Regions from separate parts of the Arachis hypogaea genome. Here region 2 is linked to region 1. Evidence: chromatin contacts called from public Hi-C data. All regions are on one chromosome and are shown on one strand. Each heading gives the region's core, a stretch centred on a gene start, on an enhancer-like site or on the middle of the called end of the contact. The rest is flanking DNA. Distances are from core to core; before and after follow the strand shown.

Evidence for each region. A called contact is a pair of places that touch in the nucleus more often than the background predicts.
Region 2: a contact with region 1 is called in a Hi-C map of an unstated tissue, with 4 times the contacts expected there. The contact joins the promoter of LOC112779418 here to the promoter of LOC112775475 in region 1. A contact is called at or near these places in 3 of 8 Hi-C or Micro-C datasets (leaf and an unstated tissue).

What each region holds. Positions count from the first base shown.
Region 1 is chr19:128,509,542-128,513,174 of arahy.Tifrunner.gnm2.J5K5, reverse strand. It overlaps LOC112775475 (transcription termination factor MTEF18, mitochondrial), which reads right to left and starts at 1,269. Exons shown (of 3, transcript XM_025819102.3): 1 at 666-1,269.
Region 2 is chr19:128,855,258-128,859,046 of arahy.Tifrunner.gnm2.J5K5, reverse strand. It overlaps LOC112779418 (pentatricopeptide repeat-containing protein At2g20540), which reads right to left and starts at 1,324. Exons shown (of 8, transcript XR_011877004.1): 1 at 892-1,324.

The sequences.
Region 1 (3,633 bases), core at 20-2,519:
AATTAACAAGATCAAGAACATGAACTAAGATCCGAATAATTGTTCAAATCAACAAGGCAAAAATACAGCAACCTAACAAACACATGGTCAAAGAACAGCACCTCAACAACAATTTATCGTATTACCAAATTAACAATATCAATAACATTAACTCAGATCAGCATCACATCAACAATTAAAACCAAGGCTGCGAGAACCAAGCAGGTCATTGAACCGGTCAAGTGACTAGTTCAATAGTTTAATGGTCCAACCAGAGTGAAACCATAGTTGAACCCATTTAATTAAATATACAATACTCATCACATCCGCAACAAAAATTTAGAATAAAATAATTTCAGCAATAACTTTTAATAATCAAGTAATCAGCAACAATGAAAAAAAAACATACACAAAAACTCAAACTATTAGCAACAAAGAATTCACAATCACAAAAAATTCAACAAAGATTTCTAATCAAGTATTTAACAACAAAAAATCAGAATTAAAAAAACAAAAAACTCAGCATCCAAAGCTAGAAAATCCAAAAACAGTAAAACTAAGCAAAGAATTCAAACTCAGCGTCCAAACTAAACTCAGAATCACATCAGCAACCACACAACTCAGAATCTAGTACACAAACTCAACTCAGAATCTTAAAAATTGAAACTGAAGAAGCAGTGGCTTACCGGAGACACGGCCAGGGAGGAACGGCTGTGACAGAGTGAGCTTGGACAGAGAGTGAGCTCGGAAGAGGATCAGTTCGCGATGGCGAGGCTCCAGGCAGAGATTCATGGAGAGAGAGGACGCGCTTGAAGAAGATCGAGCAACCGTTTGCGACCGACGAAAACAGGGCCCACGAGCAACGGTTTGCGACGGCGAGGAGAAGATCCACGGCGGCAAAAGAGTCCACCGCGGCAGAGAGGGACTTTCACACTTCGCAGTGAGCGAGAGAGATGGCTCGAAGACAGAGACGACGAGTTCAGGGCGGCCGACGACGACGAGGACAGAGCGGCCACGCGAGGAGAAAGGATCCAGGAGAAGAGGGACGAGCAGACCTACGAAAGGCGAAGATAGCAACCGCTGGTCGTCACCTCCGACGCCGATAGTGGTGGGGGCTGATGAAACGTGTTTTGGGTGATGGTGGCTGGGTGGCTGCTGCTCAGGGTTTAGGGTTGGGTTTGGTTTGTGAACGAAAGAAGGGGAGGGGTGCTTCTGTTGGGCGTTTTTCTTTTTCTTCTTTTGTTTTTTAAAAAAATTAGAGGAGCCAAACAGGGTGCCTAAAATGGGGCCGGTTCCGACGATTTAACCGGTAGTTTTTTTAAGGCGATTCTCTGCCTCAACTAAAATTTTAAAGGGTAAAGTATTGTTTTTGTCCCAACGTTTGGGGTAAGTCTTAAAGTTGTTCTTAACGTTTCAATTGTCCTATTTAAGTCCTTAATGTTTCAAAATTGACTCAATGTTATCCTACCGTTAGCATCCATTAACAGAATTGACGACGGGACAAAATTGAGACGATTTTGAAATATTTGGGACTTAAATAGGACGAAAACATTAGGGACAAAAACGATACATAAAAATAAATTTTAATTTAATTTTATCTTTCAATAATATTAATTTTTTACTTTACATAGTATTCAATTCATCAATTGTTTTTTAATTACATCTAAATAAATTACACTTAATCACATTACTTTTTTTTAAATAAATTTATTTTTTTATAATTTTAAAGAATTTTGATATATTAGAGACAAAAGGTATAATTTATATTTTATTGTATATATATTATTTTTTCTTTTCTGTAAGTTTATATACTAGTCATTTTACAAATATTTCATGATAACTAAAAATCTTTAAGAGTAAAATTATAAAAAAATTAATTTATTTAAAATGAAAGTAATATGATTAAGTGTAATTTACTTATATGTGATTAAAAAATAATTGAATACTATGTATAGTAAAAAATTGATATTATTGAAGGGTAAAATTAAAATTTATTTCTATATATCATTTTTGTCTCCAATGTTTTCGTCCTATTTAAGTCCCTAATGTTTCAAAATTGTTTCAATTTTGTCCCGCCGTCAATTCTATTAACGGATCCCTAACGGCAGGACAATATTGAGTCACTTTTAAAACATTAGAAACTTAAATAGAACGATTGAAACGTTAGGAACAACTTTAAAACTTAAAAAATAATACTTTACTCAATTTTAAAAATTGAACCGATCATCAAGTTTTTTTAGTTACATCTTTATACGGTAGTTTAACTAAAATAATTGTTTTATAATAAAATATAAATAAATACATAAAAATATAATTATAATCTAATATAAATTTTAAAATATTATTTAAATTAAAATTATTATATTCATATCTAAAATATTACTAATCGGTAACAGATTTAAAAAATTTTAATAATAGAAAAAAATAATATATAAAATAATAAAAATTTAACATAAATATATTTAAATATTAAAAATTTAAAATATATTAGTCAATTTTTAAATAATTTAATTAACACATCAAAAAGTATATTAATTTAAAAATATTTTTTTTGTCAAATATCTTTTATGTCCATCAATTTACATTTTATTGATTATTTTTTATATAATACAAAAAATCATAGCTCAATAATTAAAGAATCTATAAAAAAATATATAAGATTCAAAAAAGAAACACAAAAATAATTACGAAAAAATAAAAATTTAATTCAAACAACCATATTTTTTATATATAAATATAAATAATATCTTTTTTCTATTAATTAATTATTTAAATATTTTTTGCCATTTAATTGCATAATTGACACTATAATATTCATGGTAAAAAAAAAATTGATGAAAATAATTATTATACATAATACCAAAACTAAATTAAATAAATAGTAAAAATAAATAAACGATATATAATATATATTATCTCAATTAAAATAAAAAATTATTAAATACTAACTGTCTCATTTTTATTGAGAAAATAAATTTAATTTTAGATAATTAACTAATTAAATTATTATTATTATTTAATCAAGCATATTTATTTTTCTAATATAAATAGATTAAATTTATATAATTCGATCATTTTTATCATTGTATTGTTATTTAATAACCTAGATTTTTTACATATTTATTTAAAAAAAAATAAATAGGGGAAAACCTATTATTTTAAGGGGATATTGTATACTTATGTATATGCTTATTATTTGTTTATAAAAATTTAATGGGGGCAATTGCCCCCACACACTTTTAAATAAATCTGTCCCGGTAATATCAGCAACTCAATAACAAGAAACAAGGACAATCTTAATCACAAGGATCACAACAATAATATTTTAATAATTAAACAAAAACAAAATCTGAATAGAAAATTCAACAATCCAACGACAAAAAACAAGGATAATCTCAATCTCAAAGATCACAACAACAACATTAACAATTTAACAAATTAATAATTTGAGAATACAACAATTCAATAATCTTCATGACAACAATGGGTACATAGCAATAACAATTTAGCAAATAAACAAAAATAAGATCTGAATAAAAAATTCATCAAATTAAATCGCAATAACCTAATAATTTAGCAAATTAAAACAATAACAAACTAACAATTTAGCAAATTATCAACTTAATAAGTTTAAGAACAGAAAATCACAATCAA
Region 2 (3,789 bases), core at 75-2,574, 350 kb before region 1:
AGGAGATTCACTAGACTTGGCCAGGGATGAAGGTAAAGCCTGGACAATTCAACCACCCAATCATATCCCTGAAACATGACACAAAACCTAAAAGAAAGTAAGTAGACAAGTCTACTTTACAAGTGTACCATGTTCGACAATAAACTGGAGGGTCTATGAAAGCCTCCAAGCAAACTGCTTGGTCAAGTGCCACAGCACAATACCAGTTCGGGTACTTCAGATACCAATTGCAAATTTTTTAATAAGAACAGAAGTTAGAACAGTGAAAAATGAAGAAAGATTAACAGTTTTCAACCCAATTTTAACAAAGCTCGTCACAATGATTAACAACAAAAAAAAAGCAATGAAGGAACAGTGAATCAGTAACATAAACAAAGAACAGAAAATCACAACAAAAACAAAAAAATTAAAGATAACAGAAGAACAACAGAACAACAACACAAGAACAATTAGCAAATTAACAAGTTCACAATAACAGTTAAAATTTAGCAGAAGAACACTAATGCAAGTGGAATCATCATGCTAATATGTTTTCTCACTTTTCTGCAAAGATGCTATTTGTGCACCTAAACTTTCCTAATTACTAAGATCCAATTATTCTTAATTTCACATGAAATCAACTTACTAAGTTTCTAAAAGCTAGAAATTATAAAACCAACCAGAAATATGGTTAAAGCATTGCATCAAACATGTTGAGTGCGGTAAAATTAAAACGAAATAAGAGAATTCAAAACTTAATATCAATGTGATAGAGAAAAGAACATAGCAATTGTATAATCTATGAAAAAAAAAATTCAAACCACTACCAAATCAAATAGTTACTTATTGTAATAGAAATCAGAAGTTGCAGAGTTTGAAGTAGAGTATTGGTGGCGGGTTTAGGGAACTCACGGCGGCGACAAAAGAGAGCAGTTCGACGGCTAGGTGGAGCGCGCGGGTTGGTCGCAGAGTTTGAAGCAGAGCAACGTGGCTTCCAGACGAACGCGAATGCGAATGCGAACGCGAACGGTTAACACCGAGCGAACGTGAACGGCGAAGAACGCGAAGGAAGACGACGACTGAACGAAGAGGCGAACGTGAACGGCAAACAAACGGCGGCGGAAGCGCGTCTGAGCAGACAAAGAGAAGGTCTGGCCGTATGGTTTTGGGACAGGGGAAGGAGGAGGCCGCGAAGACGCCGACAACCACGGACGGCGGCGGCGGTTCCGTTGACGAAGCTGGGTTTTAGGTATGGAACCTTAGGGCTTGAGTGTGTTTTCCGAACGAGGAGTGTTTGGTGTTTGGGAGGTGGGGTCGTGGGGATGGACTCGCGTGGGGGAATGGTGGTGGTTTTTTTTTTTTTTTTTTTTCTAAAACAATGAAAACGACGGCGTTTCTTAAGAACCGGTCGGTTTCTGGCCCGGTCCAACCGGCCGATAATCGGAAGGTTCAGCGGTTAGGGCTGGCAATTTATACCCTACTCGCGAGTACCCAACCCGGTCCAACCCGTTCGGGTAGGGTAGGCTACCCGACCCGCAGCGGATAGGGTAGTGTACGGTCCGGGTATGCCTGCGGGTAGGGTAGGGTACGGGTTTAGGGTGTACTCTACCCTACCCTATCCGCACCTCATATATAACACATATTTTATAAAAATTAGGTAAATAGTGAAGGAAGTGAGAGTTATGTAATGACTTACAATAAGTGAACAACCACTAAACTAGTTAGTTAATTTAATAATTTAGAACATTAGTTTTTTATTTTTTATATTATTAATATGTATAAAATTTGAAATGATTGAATTTTATATTTACTTTGAAAAAATTTGATATTTCTGCGGGTATGGTAGGGTAGGGTAGGGTTTAGAACTTTAGGGTGCGGGTAGGGTTAGGGTTGAGAGATTCTCAACCCGCGGGTAGGGTAGGGTAGAGTTTTAATAAAATTTTCAACCCGCAGGTAGGGTTAGGATAGAGTCCAAACCCTACCCTACCTTACCAATTGCCAGCCCTATCAGCGGTTAACCAACGGTTTGGAGGATGGTGATTTTAAGAGGAGGACCGGACCGTTTTTCATGCCGGTTCCCGGTTGAACCGGTTTGACTGACCGGTCCAGTTTGGTTTTTAGAACATCGATGAAGAGAGCTGCTCGAGTGTTAAGCCAAAAACGAGTAAACGACACCGTTTACTTCAAACCGGCTGGTTCCTAATCCGGTCCAACCGGCCAGATTTTGTCCAGTTTAGCGGTTCTTCAACGATTTTCTAACAAATAATTTCTAAAGGTTAACTAAACCGTAATTGCTGTCGGTTCAAGATTAGACCGGTTGGACCGGCTGGTCCAGTTCGATTTTTAGAACCATGGGTGATTAGCATTAGGGCACGCAAGGGAGGGGTGGTGTTTTAAAGTGACACGACGCTGTTTTCAATCTTCTAAAAAAATGACCCGATTCGGGTTATATAAACCTGTCAGGTCACCGATTTTTATCGAAACCCATCCGTGTCTGCCCGATTTTTATCGGGTCCAATGCTTAAGAGTGGCTTGGCCCGGCCAGGTGACTGGGTGACCGAGTTTTCAGTCGATTAAATAATTTTCGGGGTGGTCTTCCAACGAACAGAGTATGAAGGAGAAGGAGTAAGAATGTGACGCGAATAAGCTGGCGGCATTGCGGCAGTCCTTCTCCTTATGTTTACAATGCGGGGAACTAGCAGCATATGAGGGATAGAAAGCAAGACCGCTGGCAATGAACACACGAGAGACGACAAAGCTTGAGCAGGGATGCGAGGAGGGAGAGATGCAACGGAGGAAGCACCGCTCGAGCAAACGTGGAAGTGAGAGAGCCGCGAGCAACAAAGCTCACACGGAGGATCGGCTAGACACGAGCACACAATGCGGAGGATCCGATGAGAGGCACGACGACGACGACGGCGAGCATGCAATGGCGGTGAACTAAGGTGAAACGACGCCGTTTTCAATCTTCTGAAAAAAATTAAACATGACCTAGTTCAGGTTATATAAACAGGTCGGGTCACCAACTTTTATCAAAACCCGTCCGTGTCGTCCCAATTTTTACTAAGTCCAATGCTTAAGCGGTCAAATGAGTGGCTCGGCCCGGCTAGGGGTGAAAAAAGATCAGGCGGCTTGTCAGGGGCCTGCAGCCTGGCCTGTTATAAAAAAGGCACAGGCTCAGACTCTTTTAAAAGTCTTAATATGTTAATAGGTCAGGCCAGACTCACTAATTAGTCTTATTGGCCTTTCAGGCCTGTCTGGGCCTGTTAAAACATAATTAAATATATAAATAATTTTTTATTATTAACAAAATAATGAGATATTTTAAATTTATTATATTCTATTATAAATATTTTTGTATATTTTAAATACTTTAAAAGATTAAAAATTCTTGTAAATATTAAATATGACATATTATATATAAATATTTTTATTTTTGTAAAAAAAAAATATCAGGCCTTTTTACAGGATTCAGGCCAGGCCAAACTGAATAAAAGGCCAGGCGTAGTACTTTATAAAGAGCCTATAACAGGCCGCAGGCCAGGCGCAGGCCAAATAACTACATGACAGGCCAGGCCTGCTAAGAACAAAGCCTAGCATGGCCTGGCCTGTTTCCACCCCTAGGCCCGGCCAAGTGACCAAATAACCGAATTTTCGGTCGAACTGGCTAGGTCGAGCCGGGTTTGATAATTATGTTTTGAACATATTAAAAACTAAACTAATCAAATCACATTTTTTTATGAACAGATTAAAAATGAAAAAATACAAGAGGATCTGGCGAGAGCTCACGACACAGAAGATCTGGCGAGA